2 separate regions of the Mus musculus genome follow, and region 1 is linked to region 2. Evidence: chromatin contacts called from public Hi-C data. All regions are on one chromosome and are shown on one strand. The core of a region is the stretch at or near the end of the contact, and the rest is flanking DNA. Distances in the headings are between cores, read along the strand shown.

The links. A called contact is a pair of places that touch in the nucleus more often than the background predicts.
Region 1: a contact with region 2 is called in a Hi-C map of bone marrow-derived macrophages, with 32 read pairs. The contact joins the enhancer-like site here to the promoter of Rpl6 in region 2. A contact is called at or near these places in 4 of 39 promoter capture datasets (embryonic stem cells, hippocampal neurons and neural stem cells), 10 of 484 Hi-C or Micro-C datasets (adipose-derived mesenchymal stem cells, bone marrow-derived dendritic cells, bone marrow-derived macrophages and 3 more), 17 of 115 datasets of contacts at active chromatin or transcription factors (the 230-238 cell line, the SCID.adh cell line, acute myeloid leukemia and 9 more) and 3 of 9 other capture datasets (adipose tissue, liver and pancreatic islet).

Annotation. Positions count from the first base shown.
Region 1 is chr5:121,337,130-121,342,897 of GRCm38.p6, forward strand. It overlaps Hectd4 (HECT domain E3 ubiquitin protein ligase 4), which reads left to right. Exons shown (of 76, transcript NM_181421.4): 55 at 2,296-2,456; 56 at 4,744-4,925; 57 at 5,521-5,726. Among named protein-coding and RNA genes, the nearest start is that of Gm24671, 17 kb to the right of the region's middle. Within about 2 kb of position 2,917, at least 103 of the 459 cell types and tissues checked have an H3K27ac peak or open chromatin away from gene starts, as enhancers often do. A contact at or near this core is called in acute myeloid leukemia, bone marrow-derived macrophages and effector CD8 T cells, where this site is marked.
Region 2 is chr5:121,203,068-121,208,651 of GRCm38.p6, forward strand. Rpl6 (ribosomal protein L6) reads left to right here and starts at 1,434. Exons shown (of 7, transcript NM_011290.5): 1 at 1,434-1,485; 2 at 2,339-2,596; 3 at 2,687-2,788; 4 at 3,600-3,743; 5 at 4,080-4,128; 6 at 5,324-5,508. The coding sequence starts at 2,339. LOC115490270 (a small nucleolar RNA gene) reads left to right here and starts at 1,943; the gene lies at 1,943-2,076.

The DNA of each region.
Region 1 (5,768 bases), core at 1,667-4,166, 140 kb after region 2:
ATAAAATAAATCTTAGAAGAGAAGGAAGGAAACCAAGTGGAAGTGCATCTGTGGGGAGGCTAGGTGAGAATGTGTAATGACTATGGGAGTGAGGCTGCACCCAGCTCACATCTCCAGGACAGAGCAGAGCAGCCCATTATCCTCAGGCTGTGCCACGGACAGAAATCAGAAATTAAGGCTTAGGGTCCGGGGATTGTGGAGATAGATGGTAGGAGAGAAAGAGATGATTCTGGGCAGTCATCGTACTGACTCGGCGTCAGTCCCTTCTGTCAGGTGAGCGGTGTTGCCCATCAGTGGTTGTCTCCATTTTACAGAGATCTCTCCTAAGGCTCAGGAGGACTCAAAGGGGCAGGAGTAGCAGGCAGACAGGGACTAACATGAGGGAAGCCAGAGGTTTGAAAGCTGCACCTGAGCTTTATTCCCAGCCCCTATGCTAATAACTTTTAAAAAGCAGAGCATCTGACAGCTGTGTTTTATTGGTGGCAATTAAAAGTAAGCTCATACGTATGCATTCTGGATTCAAATACCAATATAATTTTTACTTAGGGATTATGAAAGATTTACTTAAAATATAAGCAATACAAATTACAAAATAACACAAAGGTTATTTTAACAAAATTTGAGTTTTCAAATTTTTACTTTTAAAATTTTTTCCTGTTTTTCCTGAAGACTTTTTTCTTTTCTTTTTTCTTTTTTTAGAGATTTATTTATTTATTTTATGTATGTGAGTACACTGTAGCTATCTTCAGACACACCAGAAAAGGGCATCAGACCCCATTACAGATGGTTGTGAGCCACTATGTGGTTGCTGGGAATTGAACTCCTGACCTCTAGAAGAGCAGTCAGTGCCCTTATCCACTGAGCCATCTCGCAAGCCCTTCTGAAGACTTTTTTTTTTGTCTTCCCGAGACAGGCTTTCTCTGTGTAGCCCTGGCTGTCCTAGAACTCACTCTGTAGACCAGCATGGCCTCGAACTCAGAAATCCTCCTGCCTCTGCCTCCCAAATTGCTGGGATTAAAGGTATGCATGTGCCACCACCACCCAGCTAAAACTTCTTTTTAAGATAGTTTTTTACATTTTCTATTCTGTGTTAATTTATAATTAAGAATGTATTGGGTAAGAATACTTAACAGGTAGGAGTACTTGCTACTCCTATAGAGGACCTGCCCAAAACTGCAGTAACTCCAGTTCCAGGGAACCTGTCACCACCTTCTGCCTCTGTGGGCATCAACACACATGTAGTATACACACACAGATGCAAGTCAACACTCAAACAAATAAACAAAAAAATCATCTTTAAAAGAAAGAGACATTTGTGGGAAATTATCTCAGTCAGTAAAGTCTTTGCAGCTCCAGCACTGGGACCTGAGTTGAGAGCCAGCAGTGTATCCATGACCCAGGGCTGGGAGGAGGGTCTGAGACAGGGCAATTCCCAGGGCTTGCCAGCCAGCCAGCCACAGCAGCCAAAGGGGGAGCTCGGAGTTCAGTTAAGGGGTTGTCTCAAAAAAGTGAGGTAGAAAGCAACTACCTTAAAAACACCAGCCTCTACACACGTATGTACACATGAGCATATGCTCCCTCACACACCACACATATGCACACACCAAAACACAAAAGAAGTTGTAGTAGTGTACACCAATAATCTCAGTAGTCAGGAGGCAGAGGGAGGGGAATTGAGTGTTCCAGACCAGCCTAAGCTATGCAGCAAGACCCAAAGGAATTGTGCGTGAGGCTCAATAGTAGAGTAGATACCACGTGTCCATGGCCCTGGGTTTGATCTTAACACACACACACACACACATACACACACACACACACACACACAACCCCAACAAATTGAACCTTCAGAGATGACTCAGCAGTTAAGGGCCTGCACTGCTCAAGCAGAGGACCTGAGTTTGCTTACCAGCATCGATGTTTGGCAGCTCAACACCTACTGCAATCGCAGCTCCAAGGGCCCCAACAGCCTCTTCTGACCTCCAAGGTTATCTGCTCTCAGTGTGCATACACACACATACACATAGAGGGGGAAAGAGGGAGAATCTTGAGTTCCAGGCCTGCAAGGGGTACACAATGAGACCATGGCTTACAAACAATACTTTGGTGGTAGGGAGATTAAATAAATATGTGTACTGTAAATTCTCTTTGGGCTCATTAATTTTGTTTATAAAATAGCAACTAGATACAAAGTATAACATAATATCTGGAGATTTAATATCTATATATCTTTGCATGAGCTTGAAAAACGAAATCAGGTCTCAGGACAGCAGGTTGAATGCACACTTCTTCCTGCAGGTGAATGAATTGGTGCAGGTGGAGACATACCTGCGGAGTGAAGGGGTGTTGGTGCGGTACTGGTACCCCATTGATATGCTAGAAAGGCCCCCTGCAGGCTACCGGAGGACTGCCACCAATGGCCTGGTCACACTGGACAATACCAACCTTCAAATTCACAGGTAAGATGGAGCCTTTCTTTCTTTGAGGGAATAGATGCACAACTAGAAGACTTTTCCTTCAAAGCTAAGAGTTGGCAGGAGAGACATGGCTTGTGTCCCATGCACTCTGTTGTATACTTGGGACGGAGCCCACTAGAGAGAGAAAGCCAGGAAGAAGAAAGAAGTCAGGAGGGACCAGATGACACATCCAGTTCAGCCATGGGGGAAAACAACCAGCTGTCTCTTTCTTGGTGACCAAGTGTAGCCTCAACACTGGCTGTGTATATGGTACCATACACGATTCTGGATGGGACAGGGCTGCAGTGGAGACATGCCTGCCCTCTACAGATAAAAACTTAGTGATGACAGTCACCATTCCCTGCCACACACTACTAAATAATGCCCCTAAGACTCAACAGACAGAGGCAGGAGAATCTTTGTGAGTTGGAGGCCAACCAAGGGTTGTGTTTATTAAAAGTGAATCATACATAAAAATTCCTGCATGACTCGTTCCTTCCCTCCTGGAAATCCCTGCTGTAGTTGAGAAGAAGGCAGAGAAACAAGTGCATTCTCTGCTAAAGGTCTCTGCAGATCACTTTCACGCTCCCTGTCCCTTAGCGTCACAGTTCCTCCTCTCCACACCCGAGTGTGCCTATAGCTCAAGGGTCACTCGAATTTGACACATCGAACCCTAACTAAAATGCAGTCAAGGACAGCACACTAATTTCTCTCCAGAGCATCAGTGTGGAACTGAGCCTAGTATGTCTCTAGCTCCCCCTCCCCTCTCCTAAGAGTATATAATCCTGGCTGGCTTCAAACCCTCATAGCCAAGCCTCTTGTCACTGTCACTGTCCCCAAGTGCTAAGATTACCACAGCAAGCCACCATGCCCAGCTTGGCTCTGTCTGGCAGTTCCACTGGAATAGTACATTATTCTGTGGAGTTGTCTGAAGCTGGGTCATCAGATCCAAACAGGCCTCGGCCAGGTGTAGTGAAGCACTTAATCCCAGCACTCAGGAGGAAGAGGCAGGCAAATCTCTGTGAGTTCCAGGCTAGTCTAGTCTACAGAGGGAATTCCAGGACAACCATACTGATAACCTATCTCAAAAACAAAACAAAACAAAAAAACAGAAATCAACAACAAAAAACAGAAAACAAAAACCAGGCCACAGTGGAAAACACTTAAGCAGACCACAGGACAGGAAGGAAGACCAGCATGCACAGTACTGGCACATCCACAGGGTCAAGTGACAGTGCGGGTGTGTGTGCACACCAAATCAGAGCCAGTACCTTGGAGACAGCATGAGGTAGAGCTCTGAGCTCCCCTGCTGGACCAAGGCTGTGTGAGGCTGAGGAAGGGTTCAGATAACCCAAATGTGGCCTGAGGTGTAAGATAGATCTCATCCAAAACCTTCCTTCTCTGGTCCTCTCAGTCTGCAGGCTCCACATGAGCCATCTCTTCCTCGGCTGTGAACTGTGACCTCTCAGCCCTCCACATCCTTCTAGACCAGAGGTTCTCAATTTTGGGGTCATGACCCCTTTGTGGGTTGAATGACTTTAACAGGGGCTGCGTATCAGATATCCTGCGTATGAGATATTTACATTACAAGTCATAACAGGAGCAGCATTACGGTTATGAAGTAGCAACAAAATGATTTATTGGTTGGGATCACCTCAGCGTGAGGAGCTGCATTAAAGGAGCAGCATCAGGAAGGTGGAGAACCACCACTGCGGAGGCAGCAGATGCTCTCGAGCACTTTGAAAGGGTGGGGTCAGGGCTGAGTCAAAGCTTGCTCCTCTAGTCAGAGCTTCCTGTGGCCTCTCAAATTACAGGCTTAAGACCTGTCTGTGCCTCACTCTCAGCACCCTGTGAGCCTCTGAGGCTGCTTCCCTCCTTGGCTCTTCCTGTTCTCTGCGCACTGGCCTCACTTCTGCGTCGGGGATCTGTGTGCTTCTCTCACGCTGTTACCTTGCTTTATCAGTCAGTCGTGTGGAGCTGTCGCTCTATATGGCTCTTATAAACACTGTTGCTAGGAATTTATGCTAAACTTTTGTGCAGATGGATATTTTCATTTCTTTTTCTAGGGTGTTTTTTAAATTGGGGTGGAAAAAAATAACCTAGAGAAAACTATTGTGGCTTTTATTTAAAACTCAATTGAGTTACTTGAAACACAGATTATAGGGCCAGAAGAGAAGCCTGCGATGTAGTGACATCATCCTCCCTGTTGTTGATCCCACCCGCCCCAAGAGCTCTGCTCAGGTGTGAGGGCCAGACACACTCAGGATGTCGCCTTTTTCCTTTCTCTCAGAGAGCTGCTGCGATGTGAGGCTGCACTGGCCCGACTGTACTGTCGCATGGCCCTGCTTAACATCTTTGCCCCCAAGCTACCTCATCTATTCACTCGGCTCTTCCACATCCCTGCCATCCGAGACATCACGTTAGAGCACCTGCAGCTCCTGTCCAATCAGCTCCTTGCTCCTCCCCTCCCAGGTAAGACACTGCTCAAGGATAAGAGCGCCAAGGTTGAGCATTATCACACAGAATGCATCCTCAGCATACCTTAGTAGAGCCCAGGCTGTCCCAGAGCAGCTGGATAGTCCGTCCCACATCGGTCTCTAAGAAACTTAGCAGGGAAGATGGCTACAAGGGTAGAACCCTAAGTTCTAGTCACCAGCTCCCACATAAGAAGCTGGGCACCGTGGTGTGCGTCTGTCACGTCAGTGTGAGGGAGACCGAGATAAGTGGGCGCCTGCGGCTCACTGACTAGCCATGTTAGTCCAGTCCAGTGAGGGACCCTGTCTCAAAAAAATTACGATGAAGAGCTACTAAAGAAGATACCCAACACCAGCCTCTGGCTTCCACAGCCATGCACACACGTGCATACATGAACATGTTGTGCATACATATTTGAAGCACTGTGTTACTGCTAGAAAGAAAGCACAGGTTTCAAGGCCAGTGCCTGCGACTCCCTCCCGGTACCCTGATGGCCCAGGCCGCTCTGTCTCCCATTTCTTTCTTGGGGATCCCTCCCTCAGTGACTGGCTGCTGCGGTTGTACTATTGTCCCTTCCCTTTCCTGTCCACAGATGGCACCATCAGCTCCAGCTCCATCCTCCTGGCACAGTCTCTGCAGCACTGCATCCACTCCCAGAGCTGCTCTGCCACCGACCTCTTCTACCAGGGCAGCTCGCAGACACTGAGGGAGTGGCTCAGCGTGGCCATCACCCGCACCCTGCACCAAGGCGAGGACAGCCTCCTGGAGCTGACAAAGCAGATCTGCGCCTTCCTGCAGGTACAGGCCTGAGCTCACGGCCCCAGCTCTGGACACCACTGA
Region 2 (5,584 bases), core at 184-2,683:
CACACACCCACACACACACACACACATATAGAAAGTCAAGAGAGGGTGGGTGGCTATGGGGGACTTTTGGTATAGCATTGCAAATGTAAATGAGCGAAATACCTAATAAAAAATGGAAAAAAAAAAAAAAGAAAAAAAAAAAGAAGATAAAAAAAAAAAAAAGAAAGTCAAGAGAAAAGCTCCTACCACTAGCAACAGGCAACAGACAAGTAGAAGACAATAGAAATCATGTGTATACGTCGTTCTAAGCACTATGAGGTAGAGGATAATTGTTATATGCGGGGCCTGTGATGACCTAAGTCCTCTTAAGATGACTGATCTCTAGGCCTCATGTGGTAGAGAGAGCCGGCGTCCCCAAGTTGTCCACTGACTTCCATCTGTATGCTGGGGCATGCATCCACTCCCCACTCCCACATGCTCACATAAGCATACACATAAAATAAAATGTAATAAAAAGTAAGGCACTGTCAGGTATACAGTGTCATTTTTCAAAGGATAGTAGCTTATTTAAAAATGTAATGAACAAAAAAGTTTTATTTTAAATCTTATTTATTTTTTCCTATTTAATTTGTTTATTTTGTTTTGGGGGCAGGGTTTGCTTGCATAGCCTTGGCTCTCCTAGAACTAGCTTTGTAGTTCAGGCTGGCCTCAAACTCACAGAGATCTACCAGCCTCTGCCTTCCTAGTGCTGGGATTGAAGGGGTGTGCCACCACTGTCAGACTTTTTTTTTTTAAAGATTTATTTATTTATTTATTATTTATGTATTTGGTTTTCAAAACAGGGTTTCTCTGCATAGCCCTGGCAAGATTTATTTATCTTATGTATATGAGTACACTACACTGTAGCTGTCTTCAGACACACCAGAAGAGGGTATGGGATCCCATTACAGATGGTTATGAGCCATCATGTGGTTGCTGGAAATTGAACTCAAAAAACTCTGGAAGAGCAGCCAGTTCTCTTAACCACTGGGCCATCACTCCAACCCTAACCTTTAGTTTTTAGAAGATAACTCTGGCCAGGCGTGGTGCAACACGCCTTTAATCCCAACACTTGGGCGGCAAAGGCAGGTGGATTTCTGAGTTCGAGGCCAGCCTGGTCTACAGCATGAGTTCCAGGACAGGCAGGGCTACACAGAGAAACCCTGTCTCGAAAAACCAAAAAAAAAAAAAAAAGAAGAAGAAGGAGGAGGAGGAGAAGAAGAAAACTCTGTAAAGTCCTTTCTTCCACCACATGAGTCGCAAGGCTCAAAGTCTGTTCATCATTTTAGGAGAAAGCGCTTTTACTTGCTCAGCCATCTCAGCTGCCCTTACCTATTAGGGTGGGGGTGGGGCCTGGGGGGACGTTCCCTAGGTGCATTGCCACGGAGTAAAGAAAAACTACATTTCCCATGATGCCCCATACAGGAAGGAAGTGATCTTGGTCACCTCCCGTCATTGCTTATAGACCGGAAGCCGCTGCCTTAGTTCTCTTTCCCGTCTTGCAAGGTAGGAATGGCGGGCGTCTGTGTGGCAGCGGCTTTCGGGACCCCAATCCTCGTCCATCCGAAATTGGGGGACATCCGGGGATCACTACCCAGGGCCGCCTATGGTCGGGATCATTCGCCAGATCTCTCGGGAGCTTCATTTCTGTCAGCGTGGGTTGGCGGGGGGCTAAGAACGAGCGTAGCGCCCGAGATGGTCGCTGGGCCCTGCCGGCTGCCGTAACCTGGGGAGGGTTGGAGGGCCTGTGTTGCGACTTGCGACCCTGCAGTGGGGGTTCCAGAACCTTCTGTTGAGCCTGTCTTGGCCACGTTGGGCTTCGCGACTGAAGGTGGGGAACCGCGTCCCCGGAAGACGACCGGAGAGCACCGCTGTCGGCTACTTTGCGGAGCTGGGGCCATCGTGGTGGCTTCGGGACCTAGGGCGACACCAGAGGGGGAGGTCTCGGGTGTTCCGTGCTGGTGCATGGGTTTGGATTTATGGCAGGCCCGTTCCCCTGGGTCTGTCATAGTGTCCCGTGCTAGAGCAACCCGTGGCCCCGAACCATTGCCTGGCCTCTGCCTGTAGGCTGCTGGCACTGAAGTGGGTCGCACAGAAGAGCCTCGAGATTCTGGGCTTCCTTGCCTGTGTAGACACTAGCAAAGATTGTCTTTGGTTTTCTGATTCACAAAAATGGAAGAATAAGATAAGGAACCACAAAAAAGTTTTTTAGCAAAAAAAAAAAAACAAAAAAACTAATAGTGCTAGATACTTAACCCTGTGTTTGGAAGGAAGAGGCATTGCAAGCATCAGAGGATGGTTTTCATACTAGCTTGTTGACAAATGGTTGATGAAATGCCTTTATTGTTTATATCCCTAGATGGCGGGTGAAAAAGCGCCTGATACAAAGGAGAAGAAACCTGCGGCCAAGAAGGCTGGCAGTGATGCTGCTGCCTCCCGGCCCCGGGCCGCCAAAGTAGCCAAAAAGGTTCACCCTAAGGGTAAAAAGCCCAAGAAGGCGAAGCCCCATTGCAGCCGAAACCCTGTCCTGGTGAGAGGAATTGGCAGGTACTCCCGATCTGCTATGTACTCCAGGAAGGCCTTGTACAAAAGGAAATACTCGGCTGCCAAGACCAAGGTAGGAGAGGGAACGGATGGCCCACTATGATGCCTTATTCCTGCGTTTGAGGTCTGGCAGGATCCTGGATTGATGGGTTTGTCTTTGTAGGTTGAGAAGAAGAAGAAAAAAGAGAAGGTCCTTGCTACTGTCACCAAAACAGTTGGTGGGGACAAGAACGGTGGCACCCGGGTGGTGAAGCTTCGAAAAATGGTGAGATCTAGTTTGGGTTGCTTTCCTTGGGGTTAGGGTTGAGGCTTGTCTGAAAGAGGCTATGTCAGTCAAGTCTAGTTGGGATAAGCTCTCAGGCTGGGGGTGTAGCTCATAGTGGGACCAGCACACTGGGGTTCTGGCTACTCCATTGCTGGCAAGTGGAAGGTGGGTATTTATCAAACTTGTGGTATTGATGTCTAGTTTTCCCTCTTGAAGAAAGTGGGTGTGTGCCTTCTGCCAAGGTAGAAGAGGTATGATGCGCTTTGTACCTTTGCCTCGGGTAGCCTGGTCTGATCTGAAACTCCCTTCTGAGCCACCTTCCCCATATTTGGCTGTGACCTTAACTCCTAAGAAGTGTGTTAGAGTTCCAAGCCCCAAGGAAAGCTTGGGAATGAGTGGAGAGATGCCTCGGGGTAAGGGGACAGTGCTGTTCCCAGCCTCTGCTACAGGCTCTTCCCAGCCACCTGGAACTCCCACTCCCAAGGATAACTCAGTGGCACATGTACTCATGGGCATACCCAGGGACACATGCAAACCGCATTCCTTTAATCCCAGCCCTCGAGGGGCAAAGGCAGGCTGATCTCAATGTTCTAAGCCACCCAGGGCTACAGAGAAACCCTGTCTCAGAAAAGCAAAACAAGCCAAACACTTTTTAAAAAGGTTAGAGTGTCTGTCTCCAGTGTGCCAGAGGTTCCTTTCTGTGTTGTCAGTGGGGCTTGACTCTTGGGGTTTTCAAGGCTGTGTCTCTGAATGCAGCTCTGGTGGGCTGAGCAGATTGCTCAATGGTGTGTGGTGCCGGTGCTCTCTCCAGCCTAGGTATTATCCCACCGAAGATGTTCCTCGGAAGCTGCTGAGCCACGGCAAGAAGCCCTTCAGCCAGCACGTGAGAAGGCTACGCTCCAGCATCACTCCCGGAACTGTCCTGATCATCCTCACTGGGCGCCACAGGGGCAAGGTGAGGAGTGTCCCCAGGGCCTGGCATGGGGGAGCAGCAGATCCTGGTCCTCGCATGCCTGGTGCATCCTGCTTTTTGATGTACCATAAATATTTTCTTGTTCTCTGTAACAAGTTTAACCCCTTAGTAAATGCTGTGTTTTGGTGTGGTTACGAATGCCATAGAGTCTGTTTCTGTCCCACCAGTGCTAGGACAAAAGGCGTGTATCACCTCACCTTTCCTTTTGACAAGGTCTCATGTAGCCCAGTCTAGACTTGAAGTGCCAGATGTATTCATACTTGTACTTTGGTTAATTCTGGGTGAGGTTTAATTGTCATTTCTCTGTTTGACTTCCAGAGAGTGGTTTTCCTGAAGCAGCTGGACAGTGGCTTGCTGCTTGTGACTGGTAAGAAAATCCTTGGTCTTTTATGTTTTGACAGGATGTCACAGCCCAAGATAACCTTGGACTCTTTTCCCTTCTCAGATACTATTACTAATGCTACATGATAAATGGTAGTTAGATTAATGTACAGTGACGTTCCCATCTAACACAGCTTGCTTAAGTTTAGCGGATATGTTCTTCTTGAGTGGAATACTTTTTTTGTTTTGTTTTGTTTTGGTTTTTTGAGACAGGGTTTCTCTGTGTAGCCCTAGCTGTCCTGGAACTAACTGTAGACCAGGCTGGCCTCAAACGCAGAAATCCGCCTGCCTCTGCCTCTGGAGTGCTAGGATTAAAGGCGTGCACCACCCTACCTGGCTGGAGTGGACTATACTTCTTAAGTCATCCCTCCTGGTTTTATATAGGATGACCCCCTTTTCTGGCCAGATTTCCTTGTAAACCTGGGTATGGTATGGCTTCATGGGGACCCAAGCATTTTTATTAAGGACCAAGGTCACAGCACCACCCTTGGCATTGCAGGAGCATGTCACCTGCACTGTGATAGGAGACAGGTCTTGTGTAGACCCGGCTGGTCTCAGATCTGCAGGACTCTGTACCCTGAAATTTAGGTTCATCCCCACCCCCTTTCAGTTTTGGAGGTCAGAGGTCAACTAAGGCCTTCCTGTCTTGTTGACTGACCCTATTTTATTTTTCTGCAGCAGTCAAGGGTTTAATTTGAGCAAGCATGTTTTTTACACTGGCGTGATGTGCTTGAGAGCCTGACCTGTGTGATAAAGGAGGAAAGGGGGCTGTGCAAGTTGTCCCCTCGCCTCCACTGGTGCTGCAGTGTGGCACACAGATGTACTGTGCCTACGCAGTGTCCCAAACCCAGCACTGAGGCGGATCTCAAGGACAGGTGGTTCAGCCAGCCTCTGTAAAAGATCCTCTTCTCACCTGGGTCCCTTGAAGGGGATGGAGTGGGTGGCATGGGTTTTTCTCCCCAAGATGAGTTGTGAGCACTCTGGGTACCAGGAATGTAAAAAGGGTCTTATCTCTGCCCCATCCAATTAACGTTTTTGTTAGAGACAAATCCAAAGGACCAGACTGGCCTCAAACTCGAGATCTACCTTCCTCTCTGCTGAAATTACAGGCGTGTGCTACCATGCCTGGACCAAATCTTAACTGTTTGATGTTCTTATTCAAATTTGTGTTTTTCCTATAGGGCCTCTTGTCATCAACAGAGTTCCTCTGCGCAGAACACACCAGAAGTTTGTCATTGCCACCTCTACAAAAGTTGATATCAGCGATGTTAAAATCCCCAAACACCTGACTGACGCTTACTTCAAGAAGAAGCAGCTGCGCAAGCCCAGGCATCAGGAGGGCGAGATCTTCGACACAGAGAAGGAGGTGAGCTCTTGTGTGAACTGGCCTGCTCTCCAGTTGGGAATGGGTGGAGGAGGCTACTTAGTGTTAAACCCAGGAA